2 separate regions of the Triticum aestivum genome follow, and region 1 is linked to region 2. A link is a contact called in public Hi-C data. All regions are on one chromosome and are shown on one strand. Each heading gives the region's core, a stretch centred on a gene start, on an enhancer-like site or on the middle of the called end of the contact. The rest is flanking DNA. Distances are from core to core; before and after follow the strand shown. Region 1 holds the start of LOC123144922. Region 2 has its middle 4.4 kb from the start of LOC123144921.

Region 1 (2,700 bases), core at 140-2,639, 230 kb after region 2:
CGGTGCTCTCGTCTCCGACGCCGCACCGATGGTCTCCTCCGCCTTCTCCTTCTGAGAACTCTGCTCCTTTGCGCGCTCCGCGGTCTTCCGGGTCGGGGTGGCGACGGCAATCTCCGTCGATTTCTGAATATCAGTTTGAAGATTGTGAGCGGCTGATCGGATGTTAAGACGTGGAGTTACAAAAGGAAGGGCGTTAAAATTCGAACTTTGCTTTGTTTCTTACCTTCTGGGGCTTGGTGTTGGTGCTGCTGTTGTTATTGCGGAGAGAATTCTCGTCGATCTCGGCCATGGGGCTGCGCCGGAGCGGCGACTGCTCGGCCTTCCTGGACGAGCTCCGGCTCAGCGCCGGCGTTTGCCCCGCCGTCTTCTGTCCCCCTCCAGCATTCTCATTGGCAGCGGTCACCCTCGCAGGCGAGCTTGATCGCGGAGACGCGCACCTCTTGCCGGACGCGGCCGCGGGCGACGGTGCGCGCCCTTTCTCCCTCGCCGGAACGGAGACCATCTTCCCGGGCTGCTGTCTGGCGACGCCGGAGCCCGCCGAGGTAGCAGAGGGCGCGCCGCCCTCGCCACGCCGTCCGGGCGATCGGCTCGACCTGCGGCTCCCTCCGCCGGTCCTCTCCCGGCTCCCCGAGCGCTTCCTCTGCGGCGAGCCCCGGTGGGGCGACGGCCTCGACACGGGGACCCCGTTCCTCTCCCAGTCGCCCTCCTCGTCCGCGCCAGCGGCCCCGGACGGATCAAAGTCGGAGCTCCTCTTGGAGCGGTGCCCGCCCCTCGTCTCGCTCCCGGACGAGCTCCGGCTGAGGCGGCCGCACTGGATGAGGATGGCGTCCACCTCCTCCTTGGTGCAGCTGGACGTGCGCACCGGCATCGGCCCCTTGGCCACCACCACCACCGGCCTCGCCTGCTCCTCCTTCTTCTCCTCCGCCTCCCCGCCCGCGGCCGCCTTGTTAGCCTTGACGACGATCGGTGCCGCCTTCTTGCCGTCCGCGGCGGACTCGTCCGCGTTGGACGCCCTCCTCGGCTGCGGCGCCTTCTTGGCCTTCTCGTCGCCCGCGACCACTGCGGCGGCGGCGACCTTGGCGGGCTTCTTGGGCTTGGTGGTGGCCGCAGCCGCGCTCGGCTGCGGCGGCGGCGGCGGTGGCTTGTCCTGCTGCTTCTTGCTGAAACAGAGCCCCATGGCGACTCACTGGACGGGACGACGGATGGTTGGTGAGCTCCGGGCGCAAGCAATGGAAAGTCTGGGGTTGGAACGCGTGGAGCTGGTATTTATGCAGAGCTTCGGGGGGAATGTGAGGGGGGATTAAGTACGCGATCGGTGTGCGTGGTGCTTCGTGTTAGTACGTTGTGCTGTGCGTGTGCCGTTGAAATCCTCTCTCGACGAAGGTCATATCTGAGCTGAGGTGAGATTTGAAATCCTCTCAGCGGTGTGGTGCCCGTTGGAGGAAGCTTTGCTTAGGTGGGGCCTGGCTCCGATTGGCTCATCATCTGGAATCCGTATCCGCCGGGATTCAAACGCCTCAACGGCTACGAGGGCGCAAGTGCACGCTCGTGGAAAGATGGATCCCTTTTGGCGCCGTCATCCGCCCAGAGGGATCCGACCGTTGCGCCCGGTAAAATTAGTTTTCTTTCCAACGAACGAACCAACGGCAGGAGCAGCCGAGCCGACCGTTGGAGGAGCTCGTGTGCATGCCCACGACATCGACCTCTCTTCTCTTCACTCCCGCTTTTGATCGGATCGAATCGGATCGGAGCGCTAATTAATTGCGCGATCGCACCAGAGCCAGGGAGGGGGGGTCAGATCGTGTCACCTAATCACGTGACGGGTGTGACAAATGGTGGGCACGTGAGCCCTCGTACTAGTTGTACATCATCAGGTCATTGATAGATTTCGCTGATGCCTTATTAACTCTCGTCTCCGTGTGTTGGCCGTGCAAGAAGCATCAGCCCAGGTCGTGGGCTTGGTGCCCCAGGTGGCAATTATGGTTTGCATTTGCAACGGGACGGGACCACCCGCAGTGAATGGTAGTACGTTCGAACGAATTGCTGGCTTGCCGCTTCTTCCCAGTAACCAGTATAGGTCAGTAGAACTGGGAAGAGCATGTACGGTACTAACAAATATGCCTGAGACAGAGACTCCATGGCTAAGGTAGACAAAGAAGATGATCCAAAGCTGAAAGCTCCCTTCCTATTTCCTCCGTTCCAAAATAGATGACTCAACTTTATACTAACTAGAGTTGACCGTTTTCGTAACGTCCCTCTCTCTTCTCTTCTTTTTTGAAAGCAGCTGAGCGATCAAAACATGTATAAAAGCGACGCAGCGGAAGCCAAGGAAGACGTGTCAGCCGAACAATGAAACGCAGGGAAGTAGATTTGAGTGGTCACATGTTCTCATGACAGATTAAACCAGAGTCGGGAGGCCTCACACACAATGACAGGGCAGGGCCCCTTGCAAGCAGACCTCATCAAAGGGCATCATCAGTACTGTAGTTTGGTCGAGTTGAACTTGAATACCGGATGAACGACGGGCAGGATGCGTCTAGGACGGTACTGTACGTGTTAATATGGGTGGCCCCTTCATTTGAATTCGGAGCCCTCTGCAAATAACAATGCTAAACGTGATATCAAGCACGAGTGAGTGTTAGACTTAAGGAGCACTGCTGCTGTATGTATCATTGTATTAGTTGGCCACTTGGCCTGGTT
Region 2 (2,700 bases), core at 154-2,653:
CTTGCCTGCTCCCGTTCGGTGCTCCCATCCGTGCTCCCCTTCACCAAATATTCATCCAACGGTAACAATATTTTTCCTCTCCCCGCATACCCTTTACTGCCAAAACAAAAGCAAAACTCTTGTGTATTTTATCTCGCGTACGTACTCTTCTTCTCCTATCTGCCTCCACCGTCCGGTTCACGATTGAGACGACGACAATGTTGTACACTGATTCTTGCACGGTTGATATATACAAGTCTACATTTCCCTACCTACAGGCTTCCCATCGGCATGGGGATAAAATTCCTAATGATTTTAGTAAGTGGTTTGGTTCAGTAGCTTTTCCTGATGCAAAGAATTTTTCCTGACGCAGAGTAGCAGCGCACGGGCGTCCAATAGGATTCGTTCGCGTGCATGTTGGGAAAGAGTTCATCAATTTTTCGTTCACAGATTGGGAAACCTTCATCCATTTTTTAAATCATCAAATTTGGAAAAAAGTTCACAAAAATTGAAAAAAGTTCGCTGCTGTTTCCGTTCGCGTGCATGTTGGGCCGGCCCACTACGGGTTCGCGTGCTTCTTTTTCGTTCGCTGCTGTTTCTTTCGTTAGTATCAACTAGGAGGGCCCAACATGCCCAAAAAAGTTCACAGATTTGGAAACCTTCATCCATTTTTTAAATCATCAAATTTGGAAAAAAAGTTCACAAAAATTGAAAAAAGTTCATCAAATTGGGAAAGAGTTCATCAATTTTGAAATAAGTTCACTAATTTAAAAAAAGTTCATCAATTTTGAAAAACAGTTCATCGATTTTAAAAAAGAGTTCATCCATTTTTTTTTAAGTTCATCGATTTTGAAAAACAGTTCATCCATTTTCCAAAAAAAGTTCATGGATTGTGAAAAGAGTTCATCGGTTTTGAAAAAGAGTTCATCAATTTAGAAAAAAAGTTCATCGATTTAGAAAAAGTTCATCGATCTTGAAAAAGAGTTCATCGATTTTGAAAAAGAGTTCATCAATTTAGAAAAAAAGTTCATCGATTTAGAAAAATGTTCATCAGTCTTGAAAAAGAGTTCATCGATTTTGAAAAATAGTTCTTTCAAATTAGCAAAAGAAATATAAAACCGTTCCGAAAAGAAGAAAAAGAAAAAGAAAAAGAACAAAAAACATAACAAAACCGTTTCGAATAAAAAGGAAAAAGAAATAGGAAAAAAGAATTGTTGTAAGAAGAAAAGGTGAAGAAGCAGTAGTTTGGGCAACTAATACGAGTTAGTGCGGTGGTTAGTGCATGAGATGAACGACCGTGAGGTTGTGGGATCGAATCCCAACCAAAGCTCGCCTTTTTTGCCCTCGCGACAGGAAGGAAAAGAAAAGGATGGGCCAGGCCCAGTTAACGCGGTTGCAGGCGCCGGTTTGCGGAAACAGCTATAATCAGTGCCTACAGCGCTAAATAGGAAATGTCGTGCGGTCGCACGCACCTGCCCAGCTATGCCATCCGTCGTATTGTCTTTGCCCTCGTGACAGGAAGGAAAAGAAAAGGATGGGCCAGCCCAGTTAACGCGGCTGCAGGCGCCGGTTTGCGGAAACAGCTATAACCAGCGCCTGCAGCGCTAAATAGGAAATGCCGTGCGGTTGCACGCACCTGCCCAGCTGTGCCATCCGTCGTATTGTCTTGCGATCCGCAAAGTCGTTGGATATCGTATGAGGGGCATAACAAATTTTAATTTTTAGTTTCTAAAACTAACGATTGTGGGCGGCAGCTTCTAAATTTTACGATTTTGCGCGAGTATCAAGTTTTAGAGTTGAAACTTAAAACCAAAGATTTGACTGTAAGATTTTCTGAAATTTATGATTTTGTCGATCGCTCAATTAAATGAAAAAACTAAACATATTAAAGGTAAATTCTTCCAATCTATGCTACTCTTCATCGGTGGTGGTTGCTATTCTGCTGCGTTGGTCCTATGTGGCCTTAGCACGACGACTCCCGACTGTCTACTACAACATGTTTTGTCCAGCTTCAGCGAGGGAGGGTCAATGACGGCGCCGCGCCTTCGGGTTGCTTCAGTTTTTGTAGTCGTTGCTAGGTAATCTACAGATCTAGTGTAATATTTATTATTTCTGGTGTTTGTTGTACCACCATGATTGAAGATGAATAGATCGGAAGTTTTCTTGAAAAAAAGATAAACCTTGGCACTTTATTTTAAAAAAGGTAGACGATGAAGATGCTACAATAATATCAACCTCATTGGCACACACAAAAAAGAAATATACTCTCTAAAACTTCTGAGTTGCCTCCAAAGCATTGCTTTTTTTAACCAAAATGATAAGTGTCATACGGTAGGATTCTGAAATTTCAGTCTACCATTGGATCATAGAGTACGGATCTTGACATAGGGTGTCGGAGTTAAATCCGGCAGATCTGGGTAGGGGGTCCTGGTGGTCTTGGCTATATGGTAACACGAAGAATAGGGACATGGTGTTTACCTAGCTTCGGACCCTTTCGAAAAGGTAATACCCTACTACTGCTCTTGTTTATATTTTGTAGATGGAGTGCAAAGTACATGTGATCTACCTCGAAATTATATGAATGAGTCTAAAGATCCTGCCTCTACGGACTAAACCCCTCGGCATATATAGGGGCCAGAGGGTACTTAGGGTTACACATGGTCGGTTGCATCTATAGATAAAATTTGAGTATGCCTTGAAGTGTGCGCCAAGTCTTCAGAA

The links. Hi-C and Micro-C count contacts between places; a contact is called where the count stands out from the background.
Region 1: a Hi-C map of root shows a contact between it and region 2, with 8 times the contacts expected there. The contact joins the promoter of LOC123144922 here to the enhancer-like site in region 2. A contact is called at or near these places in 3 of 5 Hi-C or Micro-C datasets (leaf, root and an unstated tissue).

Annotation. Positions count from the first base shown.
Region 1 is chr6D:328,748,111-328,750,810 of IWGSC CS RefSeq v2.1, forward strand. It overlaps LOC123144922, which reads right to left and starts at 1,390. Exons shown (of 2, transcript XM_044564192.1): 1 at 224-1,390; 2 at 1-123. The coding sequence starts at 1,177.
Region 2 is chr6D:328,519,923-328,522,622 of IWGSC CS RefSeq v2.1, forward strand. No RefSeq gene overlaps it. Among protein-coding and RNA genes, the nearest start is that of LOC123144921, 4.4 kb to the left of the region's middle. Within about 2 kb of position 1,404, at least 2 of the 8 cell types and tissues checked have an H3K27ac peak or open chromatin away from gene starts, as enhancers often do. A contact at or near this core is called in root, where this site is marked.